Linked DNA regions of Danio rerio: region 1 is linked to region 2. The links are chromatin contacts, called in public Micro-C maps. All regions are on one chromosome and are shown on one strand. Each heading gives the region's core, a stretch centred on a gene start, on an enhancer-like site or on the middle of the called end of the contact. The rest is flanking DNA. Distances are from core to core; before and after follow the strand shown.

Region 1 (3,203 bases), core at 548-3,047, 97 kb before region 2:
GAAAATCTCAAAAAAAAAAAAAAAAAAAAGCTAAGCTGGTCGAACAGCCTGGTTTTAGTGGGGTTTTGGTCATTTCCAACCTAGCTGGGAAGTGACCAGCTATGTCCAGTTTAAACCAGGCTGGTCAAATTGGTTTTAGCTGATCATCTTCAGCTAAACTAGAGATCACGCTGAGCCAAAACCCCTCTAAAATTACGCTGGTCGACCAACCAACAAGTAATGCTTGTTTAAGCTTTTACGGTTTTCCAGCAAGGATAGGTATTGATTTTGTAAACCAGGAAAACTTTTTTTTATCCAGACGAAAGACTGAATCTTTAATGATTTACTGAAAAACAAAAACTTTGACTGAGGATTAGTGAATTAAACAGCAAATATTCATTTTTGGTGAGCTATTCCTTTAATTTCAGCATCCTCTGTCAGTCAGCCAAGACTTCTAAAGCTTTAATAAAAGTATTGTTCGTTTAGTCATAACAAGAGTTTCACGGTTGTAATGATATACCATGAACACAGTTATTGTGATGTTTCCTGTGTTGCACGTCCATTTTAGTGTAGTTGGATGTTCTAGACCAACTTCAGTTTTTTAACTGGGTTCCAAGTGGATACAAGAAGACAGCTATACTGAAGATTTTATATTAGAAACTGGAGAAAATTGTCAAATTCTGCTTGTAGTGCATCCGAATCAATTGATTTATCAGCTTCTGAATCCCATTGGGAAACAATTATAAAACTGATGCTTCTAGGATGAACAATGTGTGTATTCAGGACGAAACTAGCTAAATGACTTGTAGACTAGATTGTGAATACTTCTAGTTTTGCTTTTATATTGACTTTTTTTCTGTTGGTTGTACTCCCAGATGTTAAAAACAGTGGGAATTCCAGATGCCTGCACCAGCACGTCCCCAACGCTTGCCAACCCATCATTCAATTGGATGCAATAGAAATATACATATATATTTTGATATTATACCAATATTATTTAACATGAGACGGCTTCACCCTGGAATTACAGGCTATACAGTAGCTATTCAACATTTTAGGTGGATCAAAATGGTTGTTCAAAATTGTCCTAAGACAAGAATGGGTGTTGTTCAGTAGTTTTAGGACAACTTTGATGAAAGGTTTTGATCTTTAAATGTTGTTGACTAATGTAATAACACGTCTAAGCCATAGCGACCCCTGCTGAAAATTCAATATAGCTAAACCCTCACAGAGTAACAGTTTTAATGGTTATAATGGGAATTGTATGGGTTTTAATGGAAACTGTAATGCTTCCTGTGGGTCTCAAATGGCAACTTGCTGTCTTCCATTGGTGGCCTGTTATAAGCGTTTAATCCTAATGGAGTAAATCCCCAAAACCCACATTAAAATGTGCTGTTTTTATTGGTTAACATTTGATGGTTTGCAATGCCTTTATGGTATTTGCTGTAGAATATATAAGAATGTCTTTGATGGTTTCTATACTGTCGGCCTATATATTTTAATAGAACAGGAGCATATGCACATTAAAAACACGTCAAATGCCACATGTGCTGGTGCATGACAGCATTAAACACACATAGGCCTGTAGGCAGGGGTGTCAAACTCAATTCCTGGAGGGCCGAAGCCCTGCACAGTTTAGTTCCAACCCTGCTCCAACACACTTACCTGTAGGTTTCAAACAAGCCTGAAGGACTCAATTAGTTTGATCAGGTGTGTTTAATTAGGGTTGGAACTAAACTGTGCTGAGCTGCGGCCCTTTTGGAACCGAGTTTGACACCTGTGATCTACGGATATCAATGTGGAGGACAGTTGCTTGTGTGACCGGAAGGAGGCGCTCCGGCATAAACAGTGAGTGAGTGAGTGAGTGACGTGAATGAAAACAGACGAAGTTTTACACAAATTTCGACATTTTTTGACAGACATTTTGATTATATTTTATTATCTCACAAGTTCTCATAATTACATAACACCACGTATTGAACTACAGCAAAACTACCCAGAGAGATGAGGTTAACGTTAGTCGTGAGGTGAGTCGTTTATTTCTATTATCACACAGATAAAGTTAGCGTTACATATAAAACCATGAAAGTAAACTGAGTAAGTTAATTTGAGTTAAACAATTGTTACTGTAAATTCAACATGGTTTTGTTATAATAACTATTATTTAATCATGTTATATTAGTAAAACTGTAACCAGTCCACACCTGGCAGCTACTAATTGCTGGCTAAGTTACTAATATTAACGTTATAGCCTAACTGTTATATCCATAGTTTTTATGACATACGCAAGAAAAGAGTTTCCTCTATAAAATACAATTGATAAAACGTTTTTTTTTTCTCTTCAATATAAAGTTTAATAAATTAAAGTAACGTTAACATAAAATATTACATTTTGATTTTGTAAATTTCCTTAATGGCAGCATTCAAGAAAAAATACTAGACTAAGGTTGTATTCTTTAATAATAAGACTTTTAAAAGACATTATATGGAACACATTATATCACCTCAACTTCAATATTAAAAATCAAACAAATATGTGAAAGATGTATTATTTGCATAAAGAATTAAAGAAAAAAACATTAAGACATAAGAAAAGCAGAAACACGTGACTTATGTTGTTTTCTTTATTAAGACTTAAAAACATTAAATTCACCAAATAACAACACTTTAACTTCAATATAACATATTAAGAATAAAACAAATATGTCAAAGAAAGGTGTACAGTAATATTTGCATACATGGAGATTTGAAGAAAATAACCATCAATATATAAAGTGAGTGAAATGGCTTAATATTTGTCATGCAAACTACTGCTTTAGTTGATGATTTAAGTCTTCTGGGGGTCATCTTCTCAGTACTTTATGGGCAGGCCTTTAGGTCTGTATTTGTTGGGGTCTCCGCCGTTTCGGCCCCAGAGATTGGCCTCCTGATCGGCTGCAGCATCTGAATTGCCTCTGCGAATGAGACCTTGCAGAGCCTCCCGTCCATCACTGAACACATCACAACAAGGTTTGACAATGATTTCCTACAATATTGTGCAACGATTCATCAAATATATTTAAAACGGCTTAATAAAGGGCGACACGGTGGTGCAGTAGGTAGTGCTGTCGCCTCACAGCAAGAAGGTCGCTGGTTTGAGCCTCGGCTGGGTCAGTTGGCCTTTCTGCGTGGAGTTTGCATGTTCTCCCTGTGTTTGTGTGGGTTTCCTCCAGGTACTCGAAATA
Region 2 (3,258 bases), core at 4-2,503:
AGCTCAGTTTGTGCACTCCGTTGTGCACTCCGCCACCGTCTGAGGAACCCACAATGATCCGCTCCACTGTCTCCAACACACAACACAGAAACTCTTTACTCGTGGACTTACTGTTTATATTATTGTCACCACTTTTAACCAGTTTCACAAATGACCATTAATCTATTTTTATTTTTATTAATATTTTTAGTTTTACTTATATATTGTTATTTTTATTAATCTATTTTTATTTGTTTACATTTCTTTTCTTTATTTCTATATTATATTTTATGTTCATATTTGTTTGCACTACTGCCCTTTTTGCACTGTCTTGTCTGTACGCAGCGACGCTGCACTGCTTTGGCAATACGAATGTACAGCTATTTGTCATGCCAATAAAGCACCTAAAATGTGAAAATGTGAAATGAGAGAGAGAGAGAGAGAGAGAGCAGAGAGAGAGAGAGAGAGAGAGAGTCTAAGTTTAATATAAAGTTTGTTAAACTTATCAATATAAAATGATCTCAAAACACTACCTGAGGTGTTCATATTAATGATTACGTGTGCAACATATCAGTCGATGTTTTGGCTGCGTCAGGTTAGATGAGGTAGAGTGTGACCTAAAATGCATGCAAATCTTGAGTCACGCAACAGTCTGCTTTGTGTTCTGATTGACATGGTTTTCACTGGGATTTTACTCTCGTGGAACCTGCATGAGAATGAGAAAACAATGGTGTCTGAGGCTCACGGTGTAGCCATTTCCATGTACTAAACTCTTATTATTCAACTAGAGGTATATTCAGATTTTCTTTATAGGGCATCTTTAAATATGGAGGGCTAATTTATCTTCTACTGCAAATTTAGATTTTTGTTTTTCTTGCTATTGATTTATTTTCTCATGCATTATTTTTATTTTATTGCAAATACACTGCCTCTCTTTCCTTCTCTACCACTGTCAGTGATATTAAAGTGCAGTGTTACGAATTAATGGTTTAATCTTGAGCATGAATCATGTGTGTATATAAATATCTATATTTCTGTACAGCATCAAGAGCCAAACTGGGCATGCTCAACACGGTGTCTAAAATCCGCGGGCAGGTGAAGACGACGGGTTATCCTCAGACTGAAGGGCTGTTAGGAGACTGTATGCTGCGGTATGGACGAGAGCTCGGGGAGGAGTCCGCTTTCGGTAGTGTCAAACACGCACACATGCTCAGACATGAGTTACAGAAACCCCGCTGCAGTATGCAGGAATGCTGGTCCATCTCTCCCCAGATCCTTCTCATAAGACTGGAAAGCTTGCTCATTGTGCATTGTGAAATGTGTTTCCTGTAAAAGGCCGTCCTTACAGCATTTGAACACCACTCTGACACCTTGTGGTGTTTTGTTGACATTAGATGCAGATGTGCATATTTTACATATTTTTATTATTATTTTCCATTGTTTATAAAACACAGAACACATTTTTTTTTCTGTTTAATATACATTTATCTGTTAAATAATCACGCTTTTTCTTTTTCCCTTGCACTCCATTTAACATGTGTTTATATTTATGTGTATAAGTGTTTGTTTGTGTGTGAAAAAGCCTCTAACCTGTTAATAAATATTGGTTAAATGCTTCATTATTTATAGCATTATATGGAGGTCCAGCTTTGCATCACTTGTTCTCCATCATGTTTTTAGGCACCGCGTTGGCAGACATTGGTGAAGCCATGAAACAGATGGCTGATATTAAAGACGCCCTCGATATCAGTGTGAAACAGAACTTCATCGACCCACTTCAGAATCTACAAGACAAAGACCTCAAAGAGATTGTGGTACGACACCGTTTCCTTATTCTGCATTTACACTCCAGTTTAAAGACAGAATTAATATAAGTTTTTGTGTTTAAAATCATTTACTTCAAGATAATGACTTCAGGTGTACCTGAAAAAACGGTGCTTAATTGCAGATGACGCCCCGTAATGGTGGCGGTTATGTTGACACAGGAAAAGTGCTTATTTTATTCTTCTTATTCCTACTGATTGAAAGCCTACTCAAGGCGTAACATTTTGGATGTTCTCTTTAAAGTGCTTAAGAAAGCAAAATTTTTTTTTTAGATGCTAGTATCAATGTGTTTTAAGCATATCGATAAGCTAATTTGCTTCAAAACAGTGACAAAATTAGCATTAAGAAGATAACAACATCCAAAGCTTGCAGTTTGTCGCTTCCACCTAAATGGATCAACAATTAAGTCGTCTGACTTATCAAACATTCTCTAGTATCTGACATGTTCCGCTCCATTTAAGATGCTATTGCTTTATGCACTTGAGCTCAATCACTCTTACTGGCAGAGCTGTGATAAAAGCTAAACGCTAGGGCTCTTTTCTGCATCGATATCCCAATGTGATCATTCGCAATAGTCACATCGCATGATATGCAATGTTGAATCTGTATTATAATTTATCATTTGCATGTTCTTTTGCAGGCCTGTGACCGTATAATGATTTTAAAAGCATTCAGGAATAATACATTTACTGTTTGTAAACTTTAATAATGAATAACTTTTATTTTTATTATTTAATTACCCTACCTGAATAATACTCTACATGGAAAACATTGAAATACTGTTTATTTCAATTGTATATTGTTTTCTATTGTATCCATCGATGCTTGTGGATTGTTTATTAGATTTTATGCTGATGCACTCCCTCTACAGCAGGGGTGTCAAAGTCGGTTCCTGGAGGGCCGGAGCCCTGCAGAGTTTAGTTCCAGCTCTGCTTCAACACACCTATCTGTAGGTATCAAACAAGCCTAACGCCCCATTCACACGGGGCTTCAGCGTCAACGCTTGACTGAAGGTGTGTCTGAAGTTGGGGCTAAAACGATCGCCATAGAAGCGTCAGCCAATGAAATTCAGTCAGCAATAGGCCACTGTCTAGCTGGTGTATTTCCATACAGCATTCTGATTGGCTGACGCTTCCGTCGGCGCTTGAAAAGTTGAGCTAGTCCCATTTTTGAAGCGAACAACATCTCTGAAGCGGCGCTGACGGATCCACAATGCAGTTCGGCAACACCTGACGTCGTTGATGCTGACGCCCCGTGTGAATGGGGCGTGAAGCACTCAATTAGTTGGATCAGGTGTGTTTAATTAGGGTTGGAACTAAACTGTGCAGAGCTGCGGCCCTCCAGGAACTGGCTTTGGCACCTGTGCTCCACAGAAGTAATCTAAAAAGATCTATTTTTTATAAATTGGTGAAATTGCATTCATATTGCAATATATATTTACAAAATATTGCAATG

What was found. A called contact is a pair of places that touch in the nucleus more often than the background predicts.
Region 1: a Micro-C map of caudal fin shows a contact between it and region 2, with 11 times the contacts expected there. The contact joins two enhancer-like sites. A contact is called at or near these places in 2 of 18 Hi-C or Micro-C datasets (caudal fin and hematopoietic stem cells).

What each region holds. Positions count from the first base shown.
Region 1 is chr7:12,921,060-12,924,262 of GRCz12tu, reverse strand. It overlaps saa (serum amyloid A), which reads right to left. Exons shown (of 4, transcript NM_001005599.2): 4 at 2,590-2,969. The coding sequence ends at 2,831. Among named protein-coding and RNA genes, the nearest start is that of saa, 6.9 kb to the right of the region's middle. Within about 2 kb of position 1,797, at least 4 of the 62 cell types and tissues checked have an H3K27ac peak or open chromatin away from gene starts, as enhancers often do. A contact at or near this core is called in caudal fin, where this site is marked.
Region 2 is chr7:12,823,321-12,826,578 of GRCz12tu, reverse strand. sh3gl3a (SH3-domain GRB2-like 3a) reads left to right here. Exons shown (of 9, transcript NM_001081691.2): 4 at 1,022-1,165; 5 at 1,660-1,793. Among named protein-coding and RNA genes, the nearest start is that of gjd6, 23 kb to the right of the region's middle. Within about 2 kb of position 1,253, at least 9 of the 62 cell types and tissues checked have an H3K27ac peak or open chromatin away from gene starts, as enhancers often do. A contact at or near this core is called in caudal fin, where this site is marked.